2 separate regions of the Columba livia genome follow, and region 2 is linked to region 1. A link is a contact called in public Hi-C data. All regions are on one chromosome and are shown on one strand. Each heading gives the region's core, a stretch centred on a gene start, on an enhancer-like site or on the middle of the called end of the contact. The rest is flanking DNA. Distances are from core to core; before and after follow the strand shown. Region 1 overlaps DTL (denticleless E3 ubiquitin protein ligase homolog). Region 2 overlaps ATF3 (activating transcription factor 3).

Region 1 (7,213 bases), core at 1,456-3,955:
TTTGCTGAACTTACACAGAACTTGAGGAAGAATAAAATGACACTTGGCAGGGGAGGATCCACGCTACTGCACTCCTGCTGCTTCTGAGTAAGCAACCCAGCTGCTTACCAGTGTTCTCCAAACCAAAGAGACTCCATGCTCAAACCACAGACACAGCAGCCTGACCCTCTGATCTTAAAGGTTTGTACGTTACTTTTGAAGTCATCATGGCAGGGGTAAACAAGTCAGCATTCCCTAACCCGAAAGAAGCAGTCACCTGTGGTTTCTGTCAGTTCTACGTCAATAAGAAGCCTACCCTTCTACTGCATGGCTGTCCCATATGGAAACCAGAACTTGAAGTGCACCTTGTTCTGCGGTCCCTGCTATTAACTTGATGACTTTGCGTTTCCTACATGTCAGCACAAGATGCCAAGCGAGGAAGCCTCTCAGCTGTCAGACAGTGCTTTGGAATTTTGCTGAAGGCTCCAGCTGAGCCATTGCTGTAATACAAAGGCTTTAACTACTGTAGATTAAGCATGATAAAAAGCTATGTCTGAAGCAAGTGCTGGAAAAAGAGGAATTGGGGGGAAAGAGTGCCCTTCAAAACAATTAAACTGTTAGGTTTCTGTTAATGTGCTCCATTGCTGAATATGAAGCTAGAACTGTCTGTCTACTTGTCATAGCTGGATGAGTCACCAGGACTGAAAGAGGATTTTAATGCCCATTAAAATCAGATTAAAATCAGCAACTTGCAATAAGCAGCAGTGATGAGAGACATACTGAAGGCAGGAGGTTAGCTCTGTTTTACATTAAACAGTTACATCTAACCCTGAGAGCAACAAACTCCGGGCACAACAGGCCAGGAGCTAACCCTAGGCTGCTGCAAGCAGGAGTGGGAGACAGGGAGTGTCCTACATGAACATGAAAAGCAAATGAAACGGAAGAGCAGAGCAGCTTGGGGCTGCACTCTTGGGTCTGTCCCAGTCACCTCACCTTCCAGATGTATGCGTTGCAGTCGCTCGAGCCACTGACTAGGAACTGGTCGTCTGGGCTGGTGCTGGATTTGATGTAAAAGGTTGAATTCTGGTGCCCGCTGAAAACTGCCACTGTGAGGAAAAAAGAAAAAAAATCAAAATAAAAGCCCCACTCAATGCATAGCGCTGGAGTGGGTTGTGCAAGCAGGGCTGATCTTACAGGCTTTTCCTGCCCAGCCGCATAACCTCTGGAGAAAGTGGAGAAAGTGGTTGCACTGCTCCCTAGCTCTGGGGCAGCAGGAAGTCTTTATTATTCACCTGGAGCCCTTCAGGCTTTCCAAATGAAGCAGCTTTACCTGAACAGCTCTCTCTGCAGCATTAGGAAGCAGTGGCAGTTTCATTAAAGCTTCAGCTTCACCCATGTCACAAGCAACCCGAGACATCACCTGGGATGCCCCACTACTCTGGTTATGGTTCCACTACCACCAGCCCCACAACATTAGCAGCAAGCATAGCGAGGGCCTTCTTCCACCCAGACGGCAAGGAGGGTGCTTGCTGCTCCTTCCTCCTGCTCCAGCACCTTTATTTCATCAACAAAACTTGCACCATGTCAACCGCGCTTGCTGATTGCCTATATTTAAAGCCCCAATAGTGTTTGTGAAAGCCGTGAAAGCATCACCCTGAATGATCGCCATTTCCCCTGTTGTGGGGGCTGGAGGAGCTGGTAGCCAGCACAGGAGCTGAGGGTGGACCTAGAGCACCCAGCTGCACTACATCACATCCTCTCATCGGGGCAGAAAGGTCAAGTTTCCTGATGTAGCACCAGGCACGGCTGGCACCCCCTCTACCAGCCCTGTTTTAATAGCAGTTTTGGTAAAGGAGCTGACCCACAGACCAGAGGACAGGTGGCTGCGTTTGGTGGTCTTTGAAAAATTGCAAGACCCCCAAAATATCCCTTAATTTTCACCCACAGCTCTCTCAGCACAGCAACAGCTACGGGACAGCGAGTCCCTTCCTAAGCCAGACCTACCCGCAAGTCCTGCTAGAGTGAGGAATTTCCTCACGCCCCCCCACAACCTCCAGCTGCCTCGAAACCAGACAAGCGCAGCCACAGCAGGGACAAAAGGAGAGAAGCACAGAGCAGTGGGCAGGCGCTGCCCTCTGCGGGAACAGCCACACCACACAGGCTTCATACGGCTGGCTGAACTGAGGTTGCTCACTGGGTTTTATCGGCTTCATCCAGAGGAGGCCAAGGGTGGGATGCTCTGCGCTTTGGAGAGAGCCCACTCCCATGGGGGGACAGGATATTGTGTATTTCCACAGCTCAACAGTCACACCCATGGTAAAACTCAACAACTGACCTACTAAAATGTGCTACTTGCACCACTTTTTGACTCTGGAAGCATTCCCACCCACCACACTGCCTTCCTGAAGAGCAGACAGAAGGACATATTGTTCATTTAATTTCAATTAACTGAGAGACTGAGAAAAGCAACGGAAACTAAACCGCGTGTCTGGCTGGAATGCATCTAACAAGTTTTGCTGCTTTCTGAGAAGCAGCCATTGGCTTCTGACATAGCAGCTTCGTGTACCAAAATCTGTGGGCTGTCTTGTCAACATAAAAGTCACAGACGCAGAGCTGAAGGAATGAAATATCTGAATAAGACCATTTTACATGGATTCCTATCTAAGAGCTTGAAAAATCAGTGATTGCCAGTAAGCACGAGATTCAAAGTTGCTTCAGGTGGGTAGAAGCTGGAAACTATCTGTTCCCCACCAGAAAACATGTAAACTATCCTTAGTCTCAGTCTGGGTGAACCAGTATCTGCATTTATGCAAGTTTTTGTGCTATTAATTTCATGTGGGTGGCTTATCACAAAATATGATTGGCCCTTGCACAGATGCCTTCTCTCCTGGGTGGATTTAGATAGAACAGCATGGAATAAGTCTCCTAAGCATTCAAGCTGGTCTCTCTAAGTCACAGGGAGAAACTTGCCTTTCTATGGTCTGCAACACCTATTTTTTGCAGCTCTTTCCACAGATGTGGTGCATACCTGGAACAGTCCTTAAACTTGTCATGTTGAACATGTAGATACTGTCATCAGTGCAATTAGCAAACAGATTAGCACCGGTGGAATCCAAAACGAGGCTAGAATATCCTATAGACAAAGAGAGACGTTCTTCATCAGAAATAACTCCACAAAAAACAGGAATTCTCAAAGAAATGCCTAGAGAGGGAAATTTGGAAAGGATCTCTATTGTATAGGAGATTGATTGTTATTGGAAAATTTATTTGTCTGATAGAGCACTTGCTGGGGAAGGAAAGCTTCTAGAATAATATCTACGTTTTCTCATGAGGATTCAGGCTGATATTTAGAGAATATCTCACCTTCAGAGCAGGCAAGCGATTCATTTGATAGTTTCAAATGGACAACAGGAAAAACGAATTGTAGAATTTGTAGATTAAAAATAAACAGAAACCCTCATGCTTTGGTAGAAAAAGCCAAGTTCTGATTTGCTAGTGATTTAGGTTCAAAAAAAAATCTTTCCCTGACAGCACATTGTTCCACAAACAGCTCTTCAAGGATTACTCTCAGGTTCTTGGGACTGACACTGACCATTACCACGTCAAGATAGTTGATTAGATAAGTCATTGGGAATCACTGTGTTGCATCAGAGCATTGTAAGGCGTTAAGATATTGATACAAAGAAGCACAGAGCAGCATGAACAAGAGTGCTATTGTTTCTGATAACAAACAGCATTAAGTATTGCTCCACTCTGGAAGGTTATAATGTAAAAACCCAGTCTGGTCTGTTGCATTTGCAAGATACAATGCAAAGAAAGAGTTCAATCTGATTTTTCCTCATGCATCAAAACTACTAGCTGAATTCTACCTCAAGAGCCCTATCATTCCCTCATCTCCATTTCTGAAAATGCACTGCTGAAGCTTATGCAAGTGTTTGTCATTGGTGCAATGATACAAAAGTGGGGCACATTCACTCTGCAACTTGAAGATTTGGTATTGGCAATCGAAATACCCTGCTGAGCTTGTCAGTGTGATCACTAATTGGCTAGAGAGATGGCACTGTTGGTCCTTCTTAAATTCTCTTTGCACTTAAACAAATACATCCTCCAATAACTTACCAAGTTTGCGAGTACTGGTCCCAGGGTATAAAAAAGACTTGAAAGGCACCGGGTCCTGAGAGTAAGCCCCATAGTTTTTGCGCAAGTCCCATACTTTGATCACACTGAAATAGAAAAGCACAAGTGTCTTCAACTTTAAAATTTATTTTGCAATGCTGACAGGTCCTTTTGAGAGCACAGGAAGACAGATTGCTCATTACTGAGGAGTGTCCGGTGCTACGGAGCAGCTGAGCAAGAGCAGAGCAGAGACAGGCTGAAAGCAAAACAACTGCTCTGCTGGTTATGGATGAGGAAGTGGCATTGTCTTTTGTAACTTACACAACATCCAACATGGGTGCACAAGTCACCTTTCTTCAGCTAGTAAAAGGATATGCAAGGATGTCTTTGTACTCCTGACTTGTAGTTTTAAAAATGAAGGCCCTCAAGGTTTTTCCTCCTCGACAGGAGCAAGCCTCTCTCACGAGCCATAGGCAGGAGAGTCAATCTAATCTGGCCGAGAAAGGCTCTGACCACACGGAGCCTGCTAAAGAATTGAGTTCTGAGAGGGTAATCGCCATGCTAATCAGTGAGACAGTTTGCTTGCGCTCCAAGATCTGCACCAGATCTGGCACCTAGAAAAATGCACCCTTTGTGACTCAAGGCAACATTTTCTCAAGCATGCCTACACATATCCAGGCACCAACCACCCACTTGCATCCCAAAACAGCTCTCTAACAATACTCTGTTTACTTGAGGTCCAATAAGTCCATGAGAATAGAGAGGGATAGTAAGAACTGCTCCCGTTCTGCCCTATAGCTAAGACACTAAAATGAGCATTTACCAAATATGCACAATTTGTCCCAGCACTGCCACCTCCAGTAAGGAAGAAAAGCAGCATTCAGCTTTGCCAAAGCAAGCTAGCAGCATAGCTCTGCTGAATCTACCTAATAGCAACTGTAGCTTTGTGGGCCACTGTGTGATCTTAGGAAAAAATTGCCCAATTTTTTTGTGCCACTGTGAAGAACAAGCAGAATAGACAGAAAAGCCTTACCCATCAACAGCTCCTGCAGAAATAAGAGTATGCTCGTCCTGAAGCAGCACCACAGTTACACTCTGCTGGAAATCCTAGAAGGAGAAAAGGGAAAAAAAAAAAAGGAAATAAAAAGCCCACAACATTTATTTTCTTTCAAAGTCAGCAAGATCTTGCTGCTTAGTCCAAGGTCAAGTGAATACCAAGGAAACCTCCTCCTAGCCAGGCAGGAGAACCTCGAAACACACAACAACCCTTCGAACACTCCCACAAGTGCAATTGCTACTGAGCAGTAAGTATTTGGGCAGCAGTTTGAAGCTAAACCTTTCAGGTCAGAGATAAGAGAGCTGCCTTCATCACAAGGTTTAATAGATTAAATAAGACTAGGTCTTCCTGCAGTAAGCAGTCATTTGTGTGGTCAAATTAAAGAAAAAAAAAGTTACAGCCCTCCCTATCTTCCCCCTCAAAAGAAGAATGCTGGGCCACTTCTTTCCTCTCTGGAAAAAAAAGATGTATTTTCACACGGCACTTGCACAGAGATGGTTTTGATGGCTCATGTGTTGTTGGACAAATAAACAATGTCTAAAATTAGCCATAGCAAGTGACAATAACAAAAAAACTACCTCTGCAAAGATAAACTGAAGCAATTATGACATCCAAACCAAATATTTCTCGTGATAATTACTTAGGAAGGCTTCTATGAACACCATTGTCCTCAGAAGACAGGCCTACTTTTCATTTGTTCCCCAGATACCTACCACCAACGGAGCAAGTCCCTTTAGGTTCTGCCTCTTCTTCTTTGGTTTGGAAGGAGTGTGCTTGTCGACCACATTGTGTGCTCCACTGATTTGATTCACTTGCCTATAAAATCCATCTGAAAGAAATCAAAGACATCTCAATTAAACATTTCTATGCAGTTTTTCCATCACTTTAATAAAACAGGCAGTGGCTGAGACTAACCTTTAAAACCATTTAAAATAATGTATTCTGAAAACAATTGCTGGTTACATATGAAACCAATGAGAAGAACACAGTACAAAACAGAAGCATATACAGCAAAAAATTGCAGAGGTCAGTGTAAGCTAGAACTGGCTTCAGCGTGCAACCTCATCTGGAGTGTTCAACCCACTTCATCCTGAGCAGAACTGTACTCATAGATAGGTTTCCAGTGCTTTTCCACTTCATAATTTTCTAGTAGCCTTTGGCTGCTACTTCTCACTTTGTGAAACTTACTGCTGTACTACAGAAAAGTGACTTTTCTACCTTTTTTTTACCCTATACTTTCCACATCAGTCATGTGGAGCTTCTCCTTTCCCCCAGCTGCAAGTCTGAAGAGCCTGGGACAGATGAAAGAGTGAAACTTGTTCTGATAGCACAGGCCAGGAAACTTCCGGGATAGAGAACTGGGAAGAGGCGTAAAGGCATGACCTGACCAGGGAAGGAAAAGCTCCAGGAAACAGAAAGAGAGGAGCAGAATGAGCTCACCCTGCATTTAGGAGGTGTTCCCACAACATATTCAGTTGCTCCCAGGACTCACAATCAACTTTGCTCCTGCACTTTCTGCCTTCCTTCCAACTCTGGCAGGAATCTTCCCAGCTTTGCTTCATCCCTCTGAACGGCTCTGACCTGAGCACTCTCACCCAACCCATCTGTCTCCTTGCTTGTCCCACACAAGGATGTTTTCTGTACCTCCTTATCAGTATTATCAGAACAGCATGTATATCATGCTGTTAATGAGACTGTTGCAAAGTGCAAAAAACATTAAACACAGAAGGAATACCTATTCTGCCCCTTTACTGTACAAAAGCAGTCCACTGTTATCTGACAAGCCTCTTCTTAGAGAAGTGTTGCCTATATTGTAATCAAAAACATTAGTCCAACATGTACATCTGAGTACTGTTTTTACACAAGATACTGAGCTTTTTTGATATGGATCTGAAAGTTTGGTTACCTTTTTTGTTGCATCTGGTATCCCAAACCATGATGTTTCCATCTCTGCCTCCAGTACAGAAGACAGCTGAGAGAGCGAAAAAGAGTGCTATTAGCTTTCAAAAGTTTTATTTTAATTAGCCGAATGCTGTACAATGCCATCTATGTGCCTCTGGC
Region 2 (7,213 bases), core at 3,197-5,696, 230 kb before region 1:
TATCAATGGACTGAGAGTTTTGATTACAGTAGCTATTTGGATAAAAGCATCCAAGGCCCACATGACCATCTGTCAAAGAAAAATGTGTCTTCTGGGTGTCCAGGAAAACTGACTGAGCTATTCTGATTCTACATGTGGGTAATTCTTTTTCTCTTTTAATATATATTTGGCTCATGGATTGTTTACATCCATGGTGTCACTATTGCTGTCAGAGACAAAAGTGTGTTTAAAAAACCAACTAAACAACAACAACTACACCCCCACACACACAACCCCTCTCAAAACCAAACAAATGCATTCCTGGTTTCGAGTGCCATGTGTTACAGGTGTTTTGGATGAATTTAGTTGAATGTAAGTGTGAATCACATGTCAATCACATGTCAATCACATGTCACCTTTCTGTTCAGTAGCTTTCTAGCAACTCAGCACAGTTTTTTGAACAAACCTTGCAAAGATCCACAAAGACATAGCCTTTGAAAGTAAGATATTTTATTTTTCTTGGGATGTAAGAATAGCACTGCTGTAGCTTTTTATTTGAGAAAGCTCAAAAGAAGGCTATTGTTAGATAATTTTTAATACTGTACTACTTTATAGTTGAGAAAAAAAAAATCATGACACTTTCCCTTTGATGTCAAAATGCTTAGAAAGGAAGGTATCTGTTGTTATTCCTGTATTCCAGATGGAGAAATTGAGGCATTGGCTGGCTTGTATTTAAGCTGCAGAGCATGGCAGGGATTAAGATCTGGCAACTAGATGTATACCCATGTTATGGTTCCTTAATGCCACATAAAATCTTGGAGTGGCTGACAGAGACTCTGAAAGTTTCAAATGTGATTGGGAATGGTGAAGACCCTGTTTCGGGGGGCATTCAGGAGATGACACTTAGGGCAGAAGCCTGTCAGAGGCAAGCTGAGGGAATAGAGTAGCTAAAGGAATTGAAATAATCTTAAATCATCCTTCAGATATGTTAGTAGTAATCAGCCTGCTAGAGAGTCTAATGCCAATTGATGATCAGGGTACAAAGGGAACTCGTGGAGAGCTGAGAAGCTGAAGAAATAGAGGTAATTCCCCAACCAGAACCCTCTTCAGGACAGGGCAAAGGGAAGGAAACCAGCAGAGGATCTGTCTGAAATTGAAGTGACCATGGGTGGAGTTTTAGAGAAAAATCAGCACTAATCAATTTTGTTTTCACCCAAAGCTCAAAGAAAATCGAAAGAGAAAACTGCTGATATACTAAAAAAAAATGAGCAACTCTCTCACTGTCATTCTAACTTAATCTTCCTCGGTATCTGAGTACTGGAGTTTGGTGAATGTGTCACCAACATTTATAAAAGGTTTTAGGAGAATTCAGCAAACTGAAGTTGCCTGTCAGATTACAGATATAAGTGGGAATTAGAATAACTATGAATCAGTCAGTACCTAGATAAATACAGTCTACTTGAAGAGCATCAGCATGGCTTTTGTAAAATGAAATTCAGGCTTACAAATGCATCTGGAGTTCTTTGAAAGGGTCAACAGTTGTGTGGATCACAAGGGTTCAGTAGATGTAGTTTATGGAGACTTCTAAAGAGGTTTCAGTAAATTCCCCTCACCAAAGATTTTGAAGAAACTTAATAGCTATGAATAGAGAAAAGGCGTATGTATGCATAAAGACTTGATTAAAAGTTAGAAAAGAAAGTAGGCGTAAATTATAAACTCTTAGTTACAACAGGTGAAGATCCACAGGAACCCATGCTGGGACCTGCACAGCTTAATTTTTTAAGAAATTATCTGGGTGAGTAATGTAGCGAGAAAGTTGATGATGGTACAAAATTACTCAGGATGGTAAGGAGAAGGGCAGTTTAAGAAGATTTGCAGGAAGACTCTATATTTACAGTTTGGAATTTGAGATGGCAGATAGAATTCAATGCAAGTAAACACAAGGTAATGAATATAGGGAAAATCAATCCTGGCATCTTATACGGAATGTTGGGTTTGAGTTTACAATTGCTACTCAGGAGGGAGACTTTGAGGTTATGATAGATTGTTGCATTGCATCAGACTTAATGCTTGGCAGACATCAAAAATGCAAGTCAAATTTCTGGAGTTATTGGGAAATTGAAAATGAACATCAAGATCCAACTGTATTAACCCGTGACTTGACCACACCTTGAAAACTGTGTGTAGTTATGGTGCCTTTATCTTAAATTACTGGGAAAACCACAGTTTTCCCAGAAAAATTTGATAATCGGAATGATCAAGGATGGCTATAAAAAGAAGTGACAAGATAGGCTGGGACTCCTTACCTTGAAAAAAAGAAACATAGAAAAGTATAAAATCATGTGACATGAATAAGATGGATAGGTGTTCACTCTTCCAATTCAAGAATGAAGGGCTGTCATGGGGAACATGGTCAAAAGAAAAGGAACGTTTTTCTTGTTCTAAATGGTGATAGCCCTCTGGAACTTGCCACCAAAAGCTACTGCAGGTGCTGGTACTGTAGATGAGAAAATGGTCAAATGCTTGAGAGAAAGATCTGTGGAAGGCTACTACCTAAAGGCATCATGTCAGGCTTGTGTGACTCATGAGCTGAAAATAGACATAGCGTGGGAGAGCACCCTCAGGAAGCAAACGTGTCCTGTTCTTGGTCTTCCTTGGACAGCTGCTTCTGATCACCGCTGTAGAAAGAAAACTGGACTGGGTCAACCTTTGGTCTGAACTGGTGGAGCTGCTTGTTGGGAACACAGGCAGCTACTCAACAGGCAGCTATGTGACATGTACTGACCTGAGGAGCTGAACGATACCCGAGCTGGCTCTAAAAGAGCTCCCTCGGATGCCAGCAGCTGCCTGTCCTCTGGCTGCACGGAGATTTCACCCCCTCGGGGGCATCAATTAGCCTGGGCTGAGTTTCTTGCTGTCATCACGGGGATGTTCCCAGTCCTAAGCCAGTTTATAGAATGGTATTTCCATAGTACACTACTTTTTGCTGCGTGGGCATACCCACGGCCTAAGGAGGCGTGGTGGTACACCAGTTATTTTCACAAAGTCTAGAAACATGAAGTTGCTAAATTCTCAAAAGCAGAAAAAAAGGATTACAGCTTCAACTCCCAGCTTGTTTCCATTTCCTATTTATTAATTTCACAGGTCTAATAACTTTTTGGGGTATCAGCTCTAGAACACATAGCTTGGAGTGTTAAAATAGTTGAATTTTTTTTGTTGTTCATGTATCACTGTCAGCAATAGTAAAGATATGCAACCAGAACTGATGTTGTATCAAGAACAGACTCCATTGTATTCTAACTGTGATAGCTTCAAAGACCTAATAGCACTGAAAATTAGTAAATAACTATTTTTATCACTAAAGTCAGCAGTTCTGACTCAGAGTGTCCACTGGGGAAATGAACTTTGAGTAACAAGATTTTTTAAAAACATTGTCACTCTTTATCTTAACTACACTTCAAAAAGGAATGATGTCTATTATAGAAATGAAAACATTATACTGGAGTCATTACAAACTAATGAAGAATGTTACTAAGTACTTATGTAAATTAATATTACTGTACATTAAAACCCTGTGATTCTCAGGGTCTCCAGCTGGGGGCACTGGGCAAACACAGAAACATGGCACTAGCCAGCATGAATCAGACTTACCTCTAGTTCACTATTCCAATGAAGGTATGGGGGAAACGGGATGTGAGATACAGTTGTCATTCTGCATTTGGGAATTTTTTAAGATGAAGTAGATTTGGTTTTCAAAACTCTTTTGCTACTAACAAACAATTGTACTGTTTTATTTTCATTATCCATACATCTTCCAGTTTCTTTAGCAAAACTAAGAATTGATGATTCCATAATAAAATCATCCCCTTAATCAAACCCATCAAATTCTACTGGTCCCAGGCAGAAAAGTTATTGTAAATTTAAATTTGTTGCCATCCAGCTTCATTAAGTGTTTCCAGCCTAGCATAAATGATTGGCTCTACCTGCCTTCAATATTGCTGTTTATTAATTTATATCAAGTGAAGAGCTAGGAAAAAACAGAAGATGCTCCTCATTAATGTACAGCGTAAAGCCCAGCATGCTCTATGGTCTGTATGGGCCTGTACACACACAGACTTAGCATTTAAAACAAGACCTAAGGAGGAGATACTGCATATTATTTTGTTCAAGGAATATCAATTACGCTATTAGGAATATGTCATAGAGACCAATGGTGGTTTCATGGTTTCAACTGGTACCATCTAAAGAACGTATTATAAAATATCAGTTCAGGAATTCATAGCCCTTGTTTGTGAGGTTTTCTAAAACAGGCCAGGCAAATGATTTATAAATTTACCATGTTAGAAGTGAATCGGGTATTCAAAAGTAAAATTTGATAGTAGCTACAGGAGAATGCATGAAAAGATTAATATAAGTATTGGTATTGCACATCTGTAAATGGATGTACTGATAAGGAAAGTAAGTGTTCAACATTGCCAGGCTCATAGTAGCTTAGAACTTCCTTCCAGCTGATATTTTTAACTAGATTTTGCAATAGTGAGTACATTTCCTGGTCCCGAACCTCCTGGCTTTCTATCTGACCTCTGTATTATGAGTTACGAATGCTTGCAAAGGACTGAAGCCAAAAGTTTTTGTCCACGTCACTGGCTGTCAAAACACAGGGACTTCTGTCTGGTTGTAGATATTTAGTTTTGGAAAGGCAGGGCAGAACATCTTGTTCATCTTTCCTCGTGCTTCTCCACGCACACACACATGCACACACGCCAACGCAGAGAAACAAACCAAAGCCCTAACCATGCTATACTTCTTTAGTGTCTTGCATGTAACCATAGAAAGCAATCTATAAATATTAAAGCTTCACAGCAGCAATAGCATTAAACCCATGAGGTACTTAAAAAGCTGAAATTACTATCAGCTGGTTGATTGCAGGGTTAGGAAAGGTTCAGGAGTTCTAATTTCTAGTACTTTAATCTAAGCCCTAGGCCAGGAATAAGAAATTAGCCTGGAATTAATGATCAACCTTGTAATAACAAAAGTTTGTTTATCCCTTGACAAGCAGTGAGCAGTACCAATTTGGTTTTATATGATGCTTATTGTTGCAAACCTAGAAGACAGGTTTGGTGTTTAATATCTCAGTGTTGTTTTAAGAAAAAGAAGCTGCTCCTGGACCTTGAAACTTAGAACGAACTAAATGACACATGAATAAATATATATTAATAATTTTTTATTAAAGTATCAAAACAAACTTGAGAATAGAAAACAAACTGCTTTTAATGCATTTCAAAAGTTCTCCTGAATAAAGTATACCTTTAGAAAACTCATGCAACATACTGCTTCTGTCCAGCTGTTTTAAACATCCTTTTTTTCTGGGCACAGCCGAATGACCTTGAGTACCATCATTTCTAGAGTAGCGTGCAGGAGCACGCATGCACACACACACACATACAAGCAGTAGAAAGCAGCTATGACTGCACATATAAAGAAATAAAAATAGATTATCCTCTTGACAATAGTAGTGGTACCATGTTACCATTTGGCATGCTAAGTAAATAACACCAAGCAACAAAAGCATGACGCCTGCGTCACCAGTGATATGGTTAAAAGCAACCATACAAATTCCCTAAGGGAGACACATGAATTCTGTCATATTCTAGTCTCTGTGTTAACACTATATAACAGTAAAGGAGACAAACAGTTTTGTCTGCTGGTATTTGATGCGCAAAAGGCAAAGCCGAGGTGTATGACAGTGGGATGATGCCTCGGTTTTGTATTTCCACATTACAGAAGTCAAATACCAGTGAACAGGGTTTGATGAGTTTATTGTAACACACTTCATGTATATCCATTCTCTGAAAAACAGCTGGCCCAGTTCTACATGGAACTCGCCCTCTCAGCCAGGGAGGTCGCAGCAGAAGCCCCCAACTCTGCCTGCAGGGCATGAATAAAACTCTCAATGAAGCCCAGGGAAGCTCCTTCCAACACACAGAAAGACAATGGATTCTCAGAACAGAATTGGGCCTAGTACATCAACTTCGTAATACATTCACTTTTCAGATACATGAAGTACATGTCTTTAAAACATGATACAGGACATTACAATATATCCAGACCTTAGGAAAATGTACTAAGAAGTTCTGTTGCAGAATATAACAATCATATAAGGATCAAGTATGATATCTGATAAACTCATGTGGGACTTGTAGGGTAAGAAGCTTATGGCTGAGGTATCTTTAAGTTTAGCCTTTAGAACAAAACCACAATTTCAACACTGTAGAACTGGTGTAAAATATTATGTACTGTAAGCTCCATTCTTATTGTCTGCTTCACTTAAGCTGTGACATTGAGCAGCCAGACACCACTGATTGAGGTACAGAATTTTGGAAGGTATAATCTCTGAACCCAATTGTTCAAGGTACTCAGTGCCTCATCTGTGGAAAAGATGAAGTGTTTTCAATAGTGGTGTCTCAAATCCAACTGGTGAAGTTTAGGAATATATAATATTAAACACCACGAGATAAAGGTACAAAGACCACAACACTTGTGTTTTCAGTTTTATCTTGCTTACAGTATTTATTAACTCTACTCATTATGATATTAGTGATAAATAAGGATAAAATTCTCTTTTACAAAAAATTGTAAGGTTATCTTTTATAGGATTAAACAATCTGAGAATTTCACAGAAACATCAGAATTTAAACACTCATAGCTCCAACTGTTTTGTCCAGCAGCTCTTCTACCAGTTCAAAACCATCTAAAGTTAGTATTTAATGAAAAAATAAAAACAGTTATTCACTACATCAAAACTCTTGCCTCCTTTCAATTCTAAGTAACACTTTTGACTGTAGTTGCCTCTCAAATGTAAAATAAAAGTAGCTGCAACCGTAAGTTTTCCCTCTGAATCATCTGGCAAAAGGAAGTAATCCTGACCAGGATGGCACAAGCTTTGTCAAGCTCTTATGCCTGTAAGAGCTACCTGCATACGCAGGGCCACTGATGTCCATGGACATTATGGAGTGAGGGTTAATAGGATGAATTAAGGCTGGCAGGATTAGTTCCAAGATGTTTGGGTTTTTAAACAAAACAAACACCTTTTCATAATTCATGAGCCTGGGATTCAATCTTGCAATTCTTTGCTCAGACAAAACCTGTATTGATATCCCTCCACAGTTATCCTCCTCTTTCTGGTAGGTCCAGTTCACCACATCACCAAGTGGTGGTACAAGCTGCTCTTGAG

The links. Hi-C and Micro-C count contacts between places; a contact is called where the count stands out from the background.
Region 2: a contact with region 1 is called in a Hi-C map of crop, with 3 times the contacts expected there. The contact joins two enhancer-like sites. A contact is called at or near these places in 2 of 2 Hi-C or Micro-C datasets (crop and liver).

The regions. Positions count from the first base shown.
Region 1 is chr3:96,938,058-96,945,270 of bColLiv1.pat.W.v2, reverse strand. DTL (denticleless E3 ubiquitin protein ligase homolog) reads right to left here. Exons shown (of 15, transcript XM_065058395.1): 6 at 7,059-7,124; 7 at 5,866-5,981; 8 at 5,129-5,202; 9 at 4,099-4,202; 10 at 3,008-3,112; 11 at 973-1,085. Among named protein-coding and RNA genes, the nearest start is that of DTL, 6.1 kb to the right of the region's middle. Within about 2 kb of position 2,705, at least 1 of the 3 cell types and tissues checked has an H3K27ac peak away from gene starts, as active enhancers do.
Region 2 is chr3:97,168,949-97,176,161 of bColLiv1.pat.W.v2, reverse strand. ATF3 (activating transcription factor 3) reads right to left here. Exons shown (of 4, transcript XM_065058411.1): 4 at 5,183-7,213. Among named protein-coding and RNA genes, the nearest start is that of ATF3, 29 kb to the right of the region's middle. Within about 2 kb of position 4,446, at least 1 of the 3 cell types and tissues checked has an H3K27ac peak away from gene starts, as active enhancers do.